Regions from separate parts of the Zea mays genome. Here all the other regions are linked to region 1. Evidence: chromatin contacts called from public Hi-C data. All regions are on one chromosome and are shown on one strand. The core of a region is the stretch at or near the end of the contact, and the rest is flanking DNA. Distances in the headings are between cores, read along the strand shown. Region 1 holds the start of LOC100217187. Region 2 holds the start of LOC100216674. Region 3 holds the start of LOC103653179. Region 4 holds the start of LOC100277246. Region 5 holds the start of LOC103653182 (cyclin-dependent protein kinase inhibitor SMR1).

The links. A called contact is a pair of places that touch in the nucleus more often than the background predicts.
Region 2: a contact with region 1 is called in a Hi-C map of bundle sheath, with 3 times the contacts expected there. The contact joins the promoter of LOC100216674 here to the promoter of LOC100217187 in region 1. A contact is called at or near these places in 5 of 25 Hi-C or Micro-C datasets (bundle sheath, ear, leaf and 2 more).
Region 3: a contact with region 1 is called in a Hi-C map of root tip, with 3 times the contacts expected there. The contact joins the promoter of LOC103653179 here to the promoter of LOC100217187 in region 1. A contact is called at or near these places in 5 of 25 Hi-C or Micro-C datasets (ear, leaf, root tip and 1 more).
Region 4: a Hi-C map of bundle sheath shows a contact between it and region 1, with 3 times the contacts expected there. The contact joins the promoter of LOC100277246 here to the promoter of LOC100217187 in region 1. A contact is called at or near these places in 6 of 25 Hi-C or Micro-C datasets (bundle sheath, ear, endosperm and 2 more).
Region 5: a Hi-C map of bundle sheath shows a contact between it and region 1, with 3 times the contacts expected there. The contact joins the promoter of LOC103653182 here to the promoter of LOC100217187 in region 1. A contact is called at or near these places in 8 of 25 Hi-C or Micro-C datasets (bundle sheath, ear, endosperm and 3 more).

Annotation. Positions count from the first base shown.
Region 1 is chr4:44,168,244-44,170,994 of Zm-B73-REFERENCE-NAM-5.0, reverse strand. It overlaps LOC100217187, which reads left to right and starts at 1,386. Exons shown (of 4, transcript NM_001143547.1): 1 at 1,386-1,551; 2 at 2,448-2,612; 3 at 2,708-2,751. The coding sequence starts at 1,549.
Region 2 is chr4:43,914,547-43,917,297 of Zm-B73-REFERENCE-NAM-5.0, reverse strand. It overlaps LOC100216674, which reads left to right and starts at 1,367. Exons shown (of 6, transcript NM_001348782.1): 1 at 1,367-1,552.
Region 3 is chr4:43,968,173-43,970,923 of Zm-B73-REFERENCE-NAM-5.0, reverse strand. It overlaps LOC103653179, which reads left to right and starts at 1,385. Exons shown (of 5, transcript XM_008680139.4): 1 at 1,385-1,900; 2 at 2,046-2,658. The coding sequence starts at 2,181.
Region 4 is chr4:44,016,002-44,018,752 of Zm-B73-REFERENCE-NAM-5.0, reverse strand. LOC100277246 reads right to left here and starts at 1,430. Exons shown (of 13, transcript NM_001150871.2): 1 at 1,094-1,430; 2 at 28-155. The coding sequence starts at 1,295.
Region 5 is chr4:44,320,584-44,323,334 of Zm-B73-REFERENCE-NAM-5.0, reverse strand. LOC103653182 (cyclin-dependent protein kinase inhibitor SMR1) reads right to left here and starts at 1,323. Exons shown (of 1, transcript XM_008680144.3): 1 at 468-1,323. The coding sequence starts at 1,222. The coding sequence ends at 902.

The DNA.
Region 1 (2,751 bases), core at 137-2,636:
AAATAGATTGGTTCAATTGAAATGTGTTCGGTGGTTTTCAATCGGTCGTATCCCTTTATATATATATGGGGGAGGTCTGGACCCGTTCTTAGACGATAGCTAACAGATCCCACTTGATTAGATGGATAAACACACACGAGATAAAGATAATCGTCCGAGTCAAATCTGATCGTGGGGGCGTGGCCATCCGGGCCCTGGAGCCGGACCGTCTGCCACTTTTGGTATTCAACAGTTGCATCTGAACAATGTTTCCTAATATTATAGTATTTTAAGAGCTGACTAAAACTACAGTATTGTTATAACCGTTGTAAAATTGTAAAGTATAGTATTGTAAGATCATCGTTCAAAGAAATATGGTTGTCGACGTCTCGACGTTACGGGGTGTGGGCTGAGCCAGAGGAGGAAGGAGGCGGTATTTCAAACTGGATGAGGAATCGTGGCCTGGGGTCCGCCGGCCCAGCCTTTTAGGCGGGAGACGACTAGTGTTGGGCCCTGGGCTGCGCGCGCGTCTGGGGACACGGGATGCTCGGTTTTTCCCTTTACTTTTTATTTTTCCTTTTTTTTGGGTGGAGTGGAACTGTGGAAGTGTCGTTGTCTGGCAAGAGACATGCGTATGCGTATCGTTTTTCTTCGTCATGTTTTTAATGCTTTTCGATTCGTAAAGACCAAAATAGGACTTGCGTGTTGATGGCATAGCTGAGTTTGCAAGATCAGTGGTGAACACACCACAGCGAAAGCTCCACTAGCCCTCACAGCAACAGATGCGGACATGTACCTCCTTGATTTGTTCACAAACAATGTAAGCAATAATTCCAGCCAACAAAATGGCATACTCATCTCTTGATTTCTTTGCATATCATCTCACTATGTTTATTTCATCTTTTTTTTCCCTGGTGGTGATCGCTAGAAGCTGCTGCAGGCTACTGAACGCCCAGTTTTTAAGTCTGTTTTTATGAAAACCGTTTTAGTGAAAATCGTGTAAAATTGCTCACAATCTACCTAGTCGCCGTGATAGGATTCCGTCACTCCAAAATTCTAAACTCTATACGTCTCTTTATCTTACTCTGCACGTTTTGATTAGAATCAGTTTAAGGTCTAGTAGCATATATCTTACTCTGCACCTAGTCGTAGGGCGGCCTTATCTGTATCTTGGGGTCCTTTTTAGACCTTTTTTTCCCCTTTTTAATATATTTTCGCGCAGCTCTCCTGCGCTTTCGAGAAAAAAAGGTCTAGTAGCATACGGTGGAAAGAAATATTTGAAAGTTTAAAAATAGCTTTACGTCGTGAGGCTGCTAGCTCGCGAGATATATATGGAGACATCAGACACAGATGGACGACGCGCTAGCCCCTGCCCAGGCATAACACGTACGGTGTGGAGCTGCCCCAAAAAGCAAAGCGAAGGAAAGGAAAAGAAAGGAGAGGAGAAGAGAGGAGGGAGGAAGGGGATGATTGGTAGCGTCGTCGTCCGGCCGCTTGCCCGCCGGTAGCTCGTGCTCGCTCTCTCAATTCTCTCCCGCCGGCGCGCTCGACCGCCCGCGGCTCGCCCTCATGGTACGTCGTCCCCCCTGCCTTCCCGCCTTGACTTCGATCGATTCGAGGCCCTACTACTGCCGCCGCGTGCTTTCGTTCCCTCCCCACTCTGGCCACCGCCGGCGGCGACGGCGCGGCGACCGATCCGCCGCCGTTGGCCGAACCATTAATGAAGTAAACGAGGCTAAGATTCCCGGACGTCATTCCCCTGGCGAGTCGTGTCGTGTGTGGCCTTCAGTTTCCTCTCGATCGGTAGCGTTGCTTTGCTTAGCTTTTTGGTCTAGATCTTTCGCTGGAAAAAGGTTCCGTTTACACAAGAACCGGGTAATGCGCTGCGCGGCTGGCTCCTGGAAAAAGGTTCCGTTCCGCCACGCCGCCGCCCTTGCATTTTCTCTAATGTCTAATGTCTGTCCGCGTTCCGTGCACCTTTCCGTCCGACGACCTCCGTGCGCCCGTGACAAATGGAATGGTCCATCGAGCACTCTGGTCGCCGTCGCCGTCGTCGAACGCGGAAAGCGTGCCAGCCTCGTGTCTTCCGCTGCGTGCCGGCCGGCGGCCGCCGTCGCGTTTGCTTGCACCCTGACAAAATGCTGGCCGCCGACGCTACTGCCCAATAACTCTACTGCTAATTGACAAATGGTATGGCCCACATCGAGATTCGAGCACTCTGGTCGCCGTTGTCCCGCGGGGAAGCGTGCCGGCCGGCGCCGCGTTTGCTTGCAACCTGGCAAATGCTGGCCGACGCTACCGCCCAGTCTATTGGCTGTACTCTACTGCTAATTGTCTAGGATTATTATAAACCTTCTCCCTTTTTAATTGCAGAGATAGAGAGAGAGAGAAGAGGACAAAAGTTGTTCTTTGACCTGACGAATGCGGAACGCTGCATCTGACTCTAATGGAATGCGTATGTGATGCAGGTGGAGTCGGAGGACGAGGCGGAGGCGGCGTGCGCGGTCGTGCTGACGCCGCCGCTGTCGCTGGAGGGCGGCCTTGCGGCGGAGCTCCGCCCGGCCAATCTCGCCCAGCGGGTGCTCAGCCTCTTCCTCAACGTCCGCCCGGGCTCTGACCTCTCCCACTTCCAGGTGCGTGCGTGCGAATATGCGACGCGTCACGCGAGTGCCACGTTCTGCCACCAGCTCACGCGTTTCTGACTTTGACTGAACAATCATTTCCCCAGCTGCCGGCGACGTTCAACCTGCCCAAGTCGCAGCTGCAGCTGTA
Region 2 (2,751 bases), core at 118-2,617, 250 kb after region 1:
TTTACATTTTTGAATAAATATTTTAAATAAGACAAGTGGTCAGAGTTTTCGAAAAAAAATCAACAATGTCATATATTTGTGAACGGATGTAGTACCAAACACCCTAGCTTTTCTGCCCACTTCTATAAGAATCACTTTGATAAAAAACGTCCAAAATCAACATGAACACAGAATCGGTTGAGTCGTCACGATATTAGGAATCCATCGCTTTCTAGATTTTTGAACCCTTTGACAACTTCATCTTCCTCAGCACGTAATCCTCACGATACTCAGATTTTTTCTACAGCCAGATTTTATCCACAACCAAATTCTCAGAAAAGTTGGTGAGAAGTGTGAGAGATGGAATAAAATTAAAAAGAAATAATATAATATGTGATACTTGGTATAGAGTTGAGATATATAGAGAAAATATGAAGACGAATGATTGTGGTATACCATAAAAAAAATGATGATAAAAATAAAATATTCCTTTTAGAGTAGAAATTTAGAGTTGTACGAGTACAAATAGCCTTAGGTAACATAGGCCACAAATTGTATCGTATGTAGCTAACATTAATTACTAGAGACATTGGCAATTTTGTCATTATCATTTATAGGCTTCACTAGTATATCACCGGGACCACAAATCATAGACATAGATAATCACACCAGTCATAAACACGGATGTCATAATAACATTGAGCCAAAACTGAGGGTGACAAAATAGCAAACCTCTCTAATTACTAGCTGCCAAGAAAATTAACTAAAGTTTTACCTACAACAATTACTAGCTAGTGTCTTACCTGCTACTTAACTAACAATTAGTACGAGCTGATTTACCCCTAGCTATGACCAATTTCCATGGAAAAAATGGAAATGTAGCCCCACGCCTGAAATGCGCCGAGACCAATTTTCGTGAACGAAAAAAGTGCCGGTGAAACCAATTTCCGTGGAAAAATAGAATGAGTGCGGTATTATATATCTATACCATTATATAATCTACTGATTTAAACTTTATAAAATCTATCCAACCAAATTATCTATATACTCGTAATATCAACTAAATTCACCAAATAAATTATATATAGACTTAACATAACATCGAAACAACAGTTCAGGTCCTTATCCAGTTATCCTCCACCTCTATTAAATTTAATTGACAATATTATTTCCCACATTCCTCGTGCCTCTCCCCGCGACTCCGCCGTCTACCTCTCTCTCGACACTGTCACTCTCTTCACTCACTTGTGCTGCTGCTGCCATCGTCGTCGATCTCTTGCTCCATAAAAATCGTAGTGTTATATATTAATATACAAGAAATACTCTCCCCGTTTACACCCTTTCTCTCTCATCGCCGCTGATTTCTCCTCCCCTCTGAAAGCCTTTTGACCGTTGCAGTCTCTCTCTCCCTCTGTCCTTCCGTTCCCGGCCACTCCTCTCTCCCTCTCTTCTCTCTCTCTGCAGACTGCACAAAGCCGCCTTCGTCTTCCACTCGTTCTTGTTTACACACACAGCACAGCACAGCACAGCAGCCTCCCGGGAAAGAGAAGGCAGTTCCCTCACTGTCTCTCAGGTATACCTCCGATTCTTATTCTAATGCGAATGCATACACGCAGCTCGCGCGCATCGCTACTTTTGTTCTGTTTTAGTTAATGTTGGCAATCGATGCGGTCGGGGTGAGGAATCTGTGGGGACCAAAGCGAGTAGAGAGAGAGAGAGAGAGAGGCGGAAGGAATGGATTCGTTCTCGTAGAGCTAGCTGCTCCCGATCTTTAGAATTCCGCGCGTCCTCCGAGCGCTCCAAGAACACGTACGCCGTCGCTGGCTTCTCCTATCGGTACGCCCTCCTACTGTTTTATGCTCCGTTCCTCGTCGCCTTTGCTTCCTTCGCACTTCACAACCACGTCTGCCTGTTCCCGCTGACTCGGCCTCCGTTCTACTCCTTTTTTTTCTGTGCATTTTTCTCGTCGCCGTTCGATCTTCGTTGTGGCAACTGGCGAAGGGGAACTGTCCACGGTTCTTGCTGCAGCAGTATTTGATGTTTCTGTTCTTTTTTCCCCCTCTCGTCTCCTCCTGATTTTGCCTCCCGCCTCCTTCGCCTGGTCCGCCGTACCTTCGGCGTTCGTCAGGACTGTGCCGTGCCGTGGGTTTTCAGATTGTTGTGGATCTTTTCAATCAACTAACACATCCTTCGTTTTCGGCGTTTGTTCCGCAATTCCAGCCCTCCTTGTTTCGGCATGGATAGCTGTGGTGCGTTCAGAGGGAGACAGACATTTGTGCCCTTCCATTGTCAGCCGAGTTCGTGGTTTCACGTCTTGGCATACAATGGGCCCTTCTCTGATCTGTTAAAAATCAAAATTTTCAGTGCGGACAGGAGTTTTGTAGAGATTGCCGTTCCACTCCAGTTTTCTTCTCACGCTAGCAAGAGAAAACTGAACATTGGATTCCTAGTAGCTTTCTTTCTCTGAAGCAGTTTCGTTTCCCTGAGCTGCCAAGAGCCCAAGACCTCTCTCTCTCTCTCTCTCTCTCTCTCTCTCTCTCTCTCTGCAAAGAGACAAAGTTATTGTTAGTCATCACCAGATTTTTGGGCCTTAGCTGCAGTTCTGTATGTTTCCTATATTTTTTTTACTTTTGACAACTGCATAGACAACTGAATACTATTACTCCATCCAGTTCCACCAATCTATACAGTGTTCAAGGCTTATATTCGTGCTCTCTTTTCACTGTTAAAATCTTCAGCGGCTGATCCCTGATTTCACATATATGATATCTC
Region 3 (2,751 bases), core at 136-2,635, 200 kb after region 1:
TCTTGATCTTACACTCTCTCTAAACCACTCCTTTCCTGTTTTGTGCGATTTCTTGAAACTAAGTTTAAAGTTTGTAAATTTTGTCAGTCTTTGTGAAAACCATAGTCTGAAGAATGGTTTGATCAATTCTCGCCAAATTGATGGATATGATACATTGAAACCCTACAAATATTTTTCTTACTATGAAATGCTTTGTGCCAAATTTCAGTCGAATCCAATTTAAAATGGAAGGTTTAGAGTTTTTTTTTTGAGAGTGCTCAGGGTTGAGCACGTAAAATGCGATGAGACCGACTAGACATCTCAGCCACGCTAATAGCTGTCTTGTGGCACTAAAGGGAGCAATCTGGCGAAGTCAACCCTTTGTACCCGCAAGCTAGCTTTGGCACTCAGACATGAAAAAGTTATTGGTTGAGATCTCTAACTTAATTTGTTTAATCATATTCTCTATATCATCCTCTATCTCAAACTTTATTTTATATAAGCAGTGTTAAATAATATCATCTACAGTTTCGTGTCTCATATTTTATATTACCCACTGAAGGTGAACTAACTTACTAAGAACGTTTTCGGGTCATCAAACTATCGGTTAGTTTTGGTGATCTGTGTAAGCTCCTGTTTTATTTTAGTTGAAGCTGAGAACCAACACTTTTGCATTTTAAAGTATTTCAAGCGTGCACTAGCTTTTTTTCCGGGTACGATTGATCCTTTGTGTTATCTGATCATGTTTCAGCAACTTACACATTATATCTCTTAGGCCCCGTTTGTTTCCTTTCATTTCGAGGAATTGGAATCTTACTAATGGAATAGACTATTTTTTAGAATATGAGATTCCACCACTTTCCAAAGTTATCATATAAGTCTATTTCAAATTCATGTGGTGAGGGATGAAAATTGATTCTATAGATTTACATGCTAATTTTCCGATGTACAACTTATAGCACACTCTTTTACTTGCGCCTATATAACATAAATGTATTATATAACTATCTCTCTCATATGATTTAGGATAATATACAAATATATTACATATATAAATATATAAACTTAATTAGATTTGTCTAAATTATAATTATTAAAATGGAATTCAATTCCAACGAAACAAACGGGCCCTTATTTTAAATTTGATCTTGTGATTCTGTGAACAATACAATATATGTGCAAAACGTGTTTTAAACGATCATAGGTATAACTAAAGACAGTCTTCAAATGACAAAAGCTATTCATTCGATGATTTTGAGTTTTTAAAAATGGTCGATCCCCGTCCTTCGTCCGCATACCGGACTACCGGAGCGATAGCCAGTGAGCCACCACTGCCACTGACCACCCATGCAGCGGGACCCACAGCGGCGAGAGATACCAGTGACAGCGACAGGCGTCGTACTCTCATGCGCGGTATCCGATGCACTCCACAGTCCCCCTCACAAGCCACAGTCCACATGCTCTCTGTGCTTCCATCTTTGACCTCCCGCTAATCACAACCACCGCCATTAACCACAGCCTAAAGCAGGCGGTTGCTCCCCCCGCTTAAACCCTCGAAAGATTGGATTGCACTATTTGCAGGGACTGGCTGGATTCCAGCATCCAGCTCCCGCACGGCCACACCGACGAGGCGAACGGGCCAGAGTCGGCGATCGGCGTGTCTCCACTCTACAGGCGACGACGAAACCAGCAGCCTCAGCGCCGACCACTCCGGGAGCGGGGCCTCACACCCTCAGGATCAACGGGAGATGCCGGTCGCCGCCGCCTCACCCTCGCACTCGTGAACTGGCTTCCTCTGCGACGAGCCGGGGCGGGCTCGGATTCGGCGGATCTTGTGGGTGCGTGGCGTCGGGCTGGTCCGGTGCTAGATTGATCCCGCATTCGAGCTGCGGCAAGCGTCTGGGTAGTCGCTTCTCCCGAGGTATTTCGGCCGCCGAGCACGGCACGGCGCGGCGCGAGTCCGCGATTTCTTAGGGTTTGTTTTAGATGTCCATTTCAGGGGCGTCACCTCCGGCGCGCTCCCCGTCTTTTATCCGTCCGCTCCCTGATACCTGTGCTGTTTGCAGGGAAAGGAAAACAAAGTTGCTTGGCCGACTTTGGGATCAAGGATCGGCGAAAAGAAAGAGAAAGGAGGGATCTTTTTGGGAGGTTCTGTTTGAGCTTTCAGGGTTTATATCGTAGCCTTGGGCAACTCCGTGCTGATGGATTTCTTCAAGATTAAGAAGTTCAGGAAGGGGAATAAGAGCGCCCGGGGCGGGGGAGAGGTAATAGAATCCGACGACGACGCCAGCGCTGGGAATGTGACCCCTCGGGGCCTGGTGGAGCAGAAGCCTGGCATCGGGGAGGGGAACAATGCCGAGGTGGCGGTGGATGGTGGAGGCGCGGGCAATGGGGTGGTTGAAGAAGAGGAGGACGACGACGATGATTTCATCACGAATGAGGTGAAGCGGAGGCTCAAGGAGCTCAGGAAGAACAGCTTCATGGTGCTCATCCCCGAGGACGAGTGCGCCGAGGTCGAGGAGGATGGCGACGAGGAGGAAGGGGGCAGCCCCACGGAGTGGCTGGAGTCGGGTGTCGGTGACGGCTTCCCGCTGTGTGGGTTGGATTCACTGTATGATAAGTACTGCGAGAGTATGCTGGTGTTTCATAAGATGATCGCACAGCTCATGAAGGATCCAGGTAAAAGATGTAACTGACTATGGATCAATGTTCTTAAGGCAGTAAGGCGAGGCGTTGGACCACCGCCTTAACGCATAGGCGAGCAAGGCAACT
Region 4 (2,751 bases), core at 181-2,680, 150 kb after region 1:
ACTTCAAAACTAACTGTGGTGTTTTACCTGGAGAGAAGCAATCTCGCCCTGCATAGAGGTAATAGCCTTTGACTTCTCCGCAATGGCTTTCTCTAGGTTCACGATGACATCGTCCTTATTCTTCAGTTCGAGAGATCGCACTGCTATGTCTGACTCTGTAGCAAGAAAACAAACACAATAATGGTTCCCGTGGCCCGTGGGATATCAAAATTAGAATGAATCTGGTAGGCTAATAAAGAATCACAAAGTGGCGAAGTAAAGGAAATTGCTTTGCTTATGACAGGATCACAGGAATGATATCACGATGACAAGATACTACTATTTCCATGCCGTGGCATAGTTTGAGTTTACATTCTTCAATAGTACAGGCATCTTCAGAGAATTTACTGTTTTACTGCAATTAATATTGCTAGACTTCCCCAGCTACTCGATTCTAGTACACATCAATGAAGCAGGACCCCAAGCATTATGGCAGTGGATCAGCATCCATGGCAAAGGCACAACAGCTGCAATTACACACTGGCCCACCGCCCACTGACGTAATTGTAACAGTAGAGGTATATGTGAACTTTTGTAGCTTTTGTGTTAACGGCAATCAGAAACAAAGCTACTATGTAAACAGAAGAGGAAGCTTTGGGGGGGGGGGGGGGGGGGGGGTTGGCCCTAAAATAAGCAGTTGCCTCAAAAAGATAGAATTATCCAATTTTATACCAAAAAGGGAGAATTATGCAACCCACGGTCGATATCAGCACGAGAGAATCGAATACAATCTCGCAGCACCCCGCCAGCTACACGATCAATCGAGCACTGTCGCGCGCGCACCATCCAGACGACTAGAAGCAGGCAGAAGCTAAAACCCCAACAAGACAGATCCAGGTAGCTCACCAACCACCGCGAAACCGCGCCTCGCCGCAACGAATCGGGCCCTAAACCCCGGAGAGCTCACCGGACCGGCGTCAATCCAGTGAAACGGCACAAATTAACCTAGCTGCGCGGCATGAACTCGACGATTCCACCACCAACCCGTCCCAGGCCAAAACATCCAGACAGTAAAATCAAGCGCGCCACGTGGATTCAAACCTTGGGCACTGACCTAAGGCGGAGATCTTCGCCCGGAGCTGCTCCAGCTCGGCCCTGAGCGCCGCGGCCTCCGCAGCCTCCTCCACCCTGAGCGCCGCCGCGGCCTCCACCGCGCCGGCCACCGAGTCCGCCGCCACTACGGGCTCCTCGGCGGTCGCGCCGGCGACGGCGATCAGCAGCGCCAGAAGGAGCGCCAGGGGCCTCGAGATCCCCATCCCCGCGAGCCCCTCGCCAGCCACCAGCTCTTCTCTCCTCGTCGTCGGCGAGGCTAATCCAATCCTTGGTTCCAACGACGCGCACGTGGGGGTCAGGGGGACTCGCGAACTCGTGCGTGCTCGCGCTCGTGTGCCTGCCCGCCCGGTATCGTTTAGGAGACTCGCGTTCGCCGTGCAGATCATTTTGGTGACGCCGCGCGGGGGCGAGCGGGCAGGGGCACGTGACATGGTACGTGGCGCCGTGGCGGGGAGAGGGCCCACGTGGCGGATAGCTATTGGGTCCCGAGACGTGGGACACGTATGATCCTGGAGTCACGGCGCAGTGGGACCAGGGACGCCGCGCAGGTGTCAGGTGGCGTGACGGTATCGGCCGCGAGGCTCCGCTCGTGGTTTCCAACCAGCGAGCGTTGCCTTTTTGGTTGGTTTGCTCGGAGATGAGAAATTTAGTTGGACTTTTGCCATTGAAAAGATTGGGCTTTGCAAAATTGTCATCAAGTCTATATTTTATAAACTTAGATAGATCCACAAGTCAGAGACTTAGTGACAACTGACAATTATTAGCAAGGAGACAATCTTTGATGGGTGTTTGGGAGGGCTATTTCTCAAGAGCTTCGTGAGACAAATATTTTATGGCTTATCTAGAAAAATAGTTTATCTTATACTCTCTTCATATTAAAATAGTAGTCGTTTTAACTCTATAGTTTTATGTTCATATTCATATGAATGATTATAAACCTATATATAGAACACCTATATTAATTATTGTATGAATCTAGAAAAAATGTAAAACGGATTTTAATTTGGGACGCAGTGATTATATGTTTTGGGGACTTTTTTAAGGAGTTAAAGTATCTCCAAGTGTAAGTCTCATATTTGGGCTCTATAATTTAATTTAGTTACCCATTTAATTTTTTAAGGTCCAAACTAAAAGCCAGTTTCCAATCAATGAGCTTTAAACATCCACATCCTGTAGTTTGCAAGCACCTCAGGTTTTGGGTACTTTGATGCCAGCCTTCGACTGTCATTGCTCCTCCCACGTTCGGTCTTTTTTCGCGTCGTCAATCACTTTTGCTACACCTTCGCACGTCTTCGCTCTTCACATACTCGCCTTTTTCTTTTCCGCGGGTAAGTCCACCTCTATTATCTTGTTCGGGTTGATCCAATGGAGCGCGACTGGTAGGGAGGCTCCGATCCATAGAACATTTATGGGAGCATCAAGGTAATGGAGCGTGACTGACAGTAATTTAAACAGATTACTGTTTTTGAGTTATATTTTGTTTCAGTCAGCTTTTTGTTCCCTAAATAATCTGTGATGATGTAATGATCTTTTCCAAATACATCGTGACATATGAACAATACTAACCAGCCAGTAATGTTTCACAGAGACTGTTGCTTAATTCAACCAAAGTTACTTGCCCACATGATAAATCTGGATATTGTCAGGTAGCCGCTAGAA
Region 5 (2,751 bases), core at 74-2,573, 150 kb before region 1:
AGATATAAATTTATAGAGGATGAAATCTTTTAGAAGAGATTGTAAAAAATAGATATAGGGGTCGTTGCTGGAAACAATCTTAGTCTTTGTGAGATCATCTAACCAAGTGGAGTATTATTTTTTATATATATACCGTAGCTAACAACCAATCCACTAGGGTTTTCTTTTTTTTAAAAAAAAAACAAGTAATTCACTAATCGGCGATTGCGTCTATCCAAACTAAACTACAGGCAATGCATATGCACATCACAGCACAACTTCGACCACCAATCACCTCTGCCATTGCCATCTGTCAACAGAACTGAAGAACAACACAAAACAAACCTGCTGCAACATACCTGTGCAGTGCCGCTGTGCCGGCCGGGACAAAAGTGCACAAAGTACCTGGCCTGCTCACGTTTCCCATCCATCCCCACCTTCCTTGCATGCTCCATGGATCCATCCATGACAAGCACACTTGTGCATGGTTTTGGCAAACTGTGAGCTTTAGTTTTATAATGACGAATATACTGAAACGGATCCATCCTCGGGAATTTTCTTCCATTAATTCTTCCCATTCATGATCCGTATGTAAATAAACAATAGCCTTGTCCAGTTCTACAGTTTTTACTCCTCCACGCAAATAATGAACCTAACCCACGATTTGTACGAGAACTCTGGATCTCGAGTCTGTAGTTTGTACCATGCCGGAAGGACAAACCAAGGTGTGCAAGAAACTCCCAAGACTGCGTTTTGACGCCATGGTCCTTGAAGGACGAGTGCACCACACGCGCGCGGCTGGCCTTTGGCGGAGTACAGGAGTGGATGCCTGCCGTCGTCGTCGTCCTGCACGTACGCCAGGTAGCTAGAACCCAATTGGAAGCGGCCGCTTGAGCCGCGGCGGCGCGGACCGGCCCGGCCGTCAGCCCGCCCGGATCCGCTTCTTGGGCGGCAGGGCGCGGAACACGGCGTTGAGGTCGCGCGGCACGGGGAAGAAGGCGCGGCGCGGCGCCGGGAACCTGCGCTTGGCGGGCGTCGACGGCGGCCGCGCAGGCTTCCTCGGCGCCGGCGGGCACTCGGACGGAGGCCGCAGCCTGCTCGCCTCCGACGTCGGCGTCGTGGGCTCCGGCTCCTGGGCCTCCGAGCCGTCCTCCTCCTGCTGCTTCTTCTCCGCACCCGGCTCCGGCGCCGCGGTCCTGATCGGCGGCAGCGCCGAGAGGACGTCGATGGCCGTGGAGCTCATCTGGCCGGCCGTAGAGAGGAGGAGGTAAGACGAGGGAGGGGCGGGCGGACAAGCTAAGGACAACGCATAGATAGAATGCAACAAGGCGGTAGCGGCTAGCGCCAAGCCGCCGAGGCTTTTAAATACTTGTCGGAGAGAGAGGCAGCCGATCGACTTTTCTGTGGGCCCGGCTTTATTGCAACCATCCACTTTGCTCCGTGTTAAAGATAGTGGATGGTTTTGGTAAACACGCAAAGAAGAAGGGGAAAAAACCTCTTTTGGCATCATTTCAATATAAGGGCCTGTTTGTTTACCCCCCAGATTATATAATCTGGATTAAATAATCCTAAGAGGCAAACAAACAGTCCAGCTTATTTGCCCAGATTATATAATCTAACCCCTTGGATTATGATAATCCATAAGCAAGTGAGGAGGTGCTTATTTCAGATTATTTTTTTCCCACTTCCCCACTACCCTTTCAAGTTTCCTAGAAATTACCCACCATTGTCATTATAATCCACCGAATCGTTTTTGCGCCTAGTACTAGTCAATTTGGAGATGAAGAAGGTGACATGAATGCCTTCCGTGATAATATTGCTAATGCAATATTTGCCAATGTCAATTGAATTATTTTTTTTTCATATATGAGTTTCAACCTAGTACAAATATAGAGGGTATTCTTGTCTTCCTCATACAAAAGAATCCTATTAACAACTCAAATAATCTGGGTAAACAAACAGGACTACTCAGATTATATAATCCAGATTATATAATCCTCCAAAAATAATCCAGATTATATAATTCATGGGGGTAAACAAACAGGCCCTAATTCCTTCGTTCCACAACAATTAATCACCATATAGCTAACAGGAATCATGATGATAAAACTCTAAAATAAAGCGTTGCCGCACTAAACCTATAAGGCAAGTTTTATAGTAGGACTGAAATTATGCGTTGATTATTGTACAGTGAGAGAGAACAGTACGTTTTTGTAGAAGTTTTTTAAAGTCATCCTCATAATGTAAAAAAAATTATCATACTGTGTGGTTGGTAGTGCTGTTTTTAAAAGCTGTCCTCGTCGTAAGGTAAAAAAAAGCAGAAATGTAATGCTAGTCATTAAGAAAAAAAAACTCTTACTTTACTCAGTGTTTTCTCTCTCTAGTTTGGAAACTCATTTTCTTAAACGATTTCTATTTTCCTGAAATATATTAGTTTATTTTTATTTAGAAAAATAGTAATTTCTTGTAAAAATGAAGTTAAAGTAAAGGAAAGAAAACGACAGTGGGCAAAATCTGCATGCGAGAATAAAATCCTTTGCATTCCCTTGTCTCATGCTCGGTGGGACGCCGTTCATGCAGATGCAGCGCCGCAACGCAACGAGCGCAAACGCCTCACGCCACGCGTGTGGGGTGGTGGTGCGCATGACATGACATGAACGTGTCTGTGTATCGCTAGCACAGAAAAGGAGGAGAGAGAGTGGGGAGGGAGGGAGACGTGGCTAACTAAAGGCCTAGAGCGATGCAATGCAAAGCTGCTGCTCGGCTAGGCTA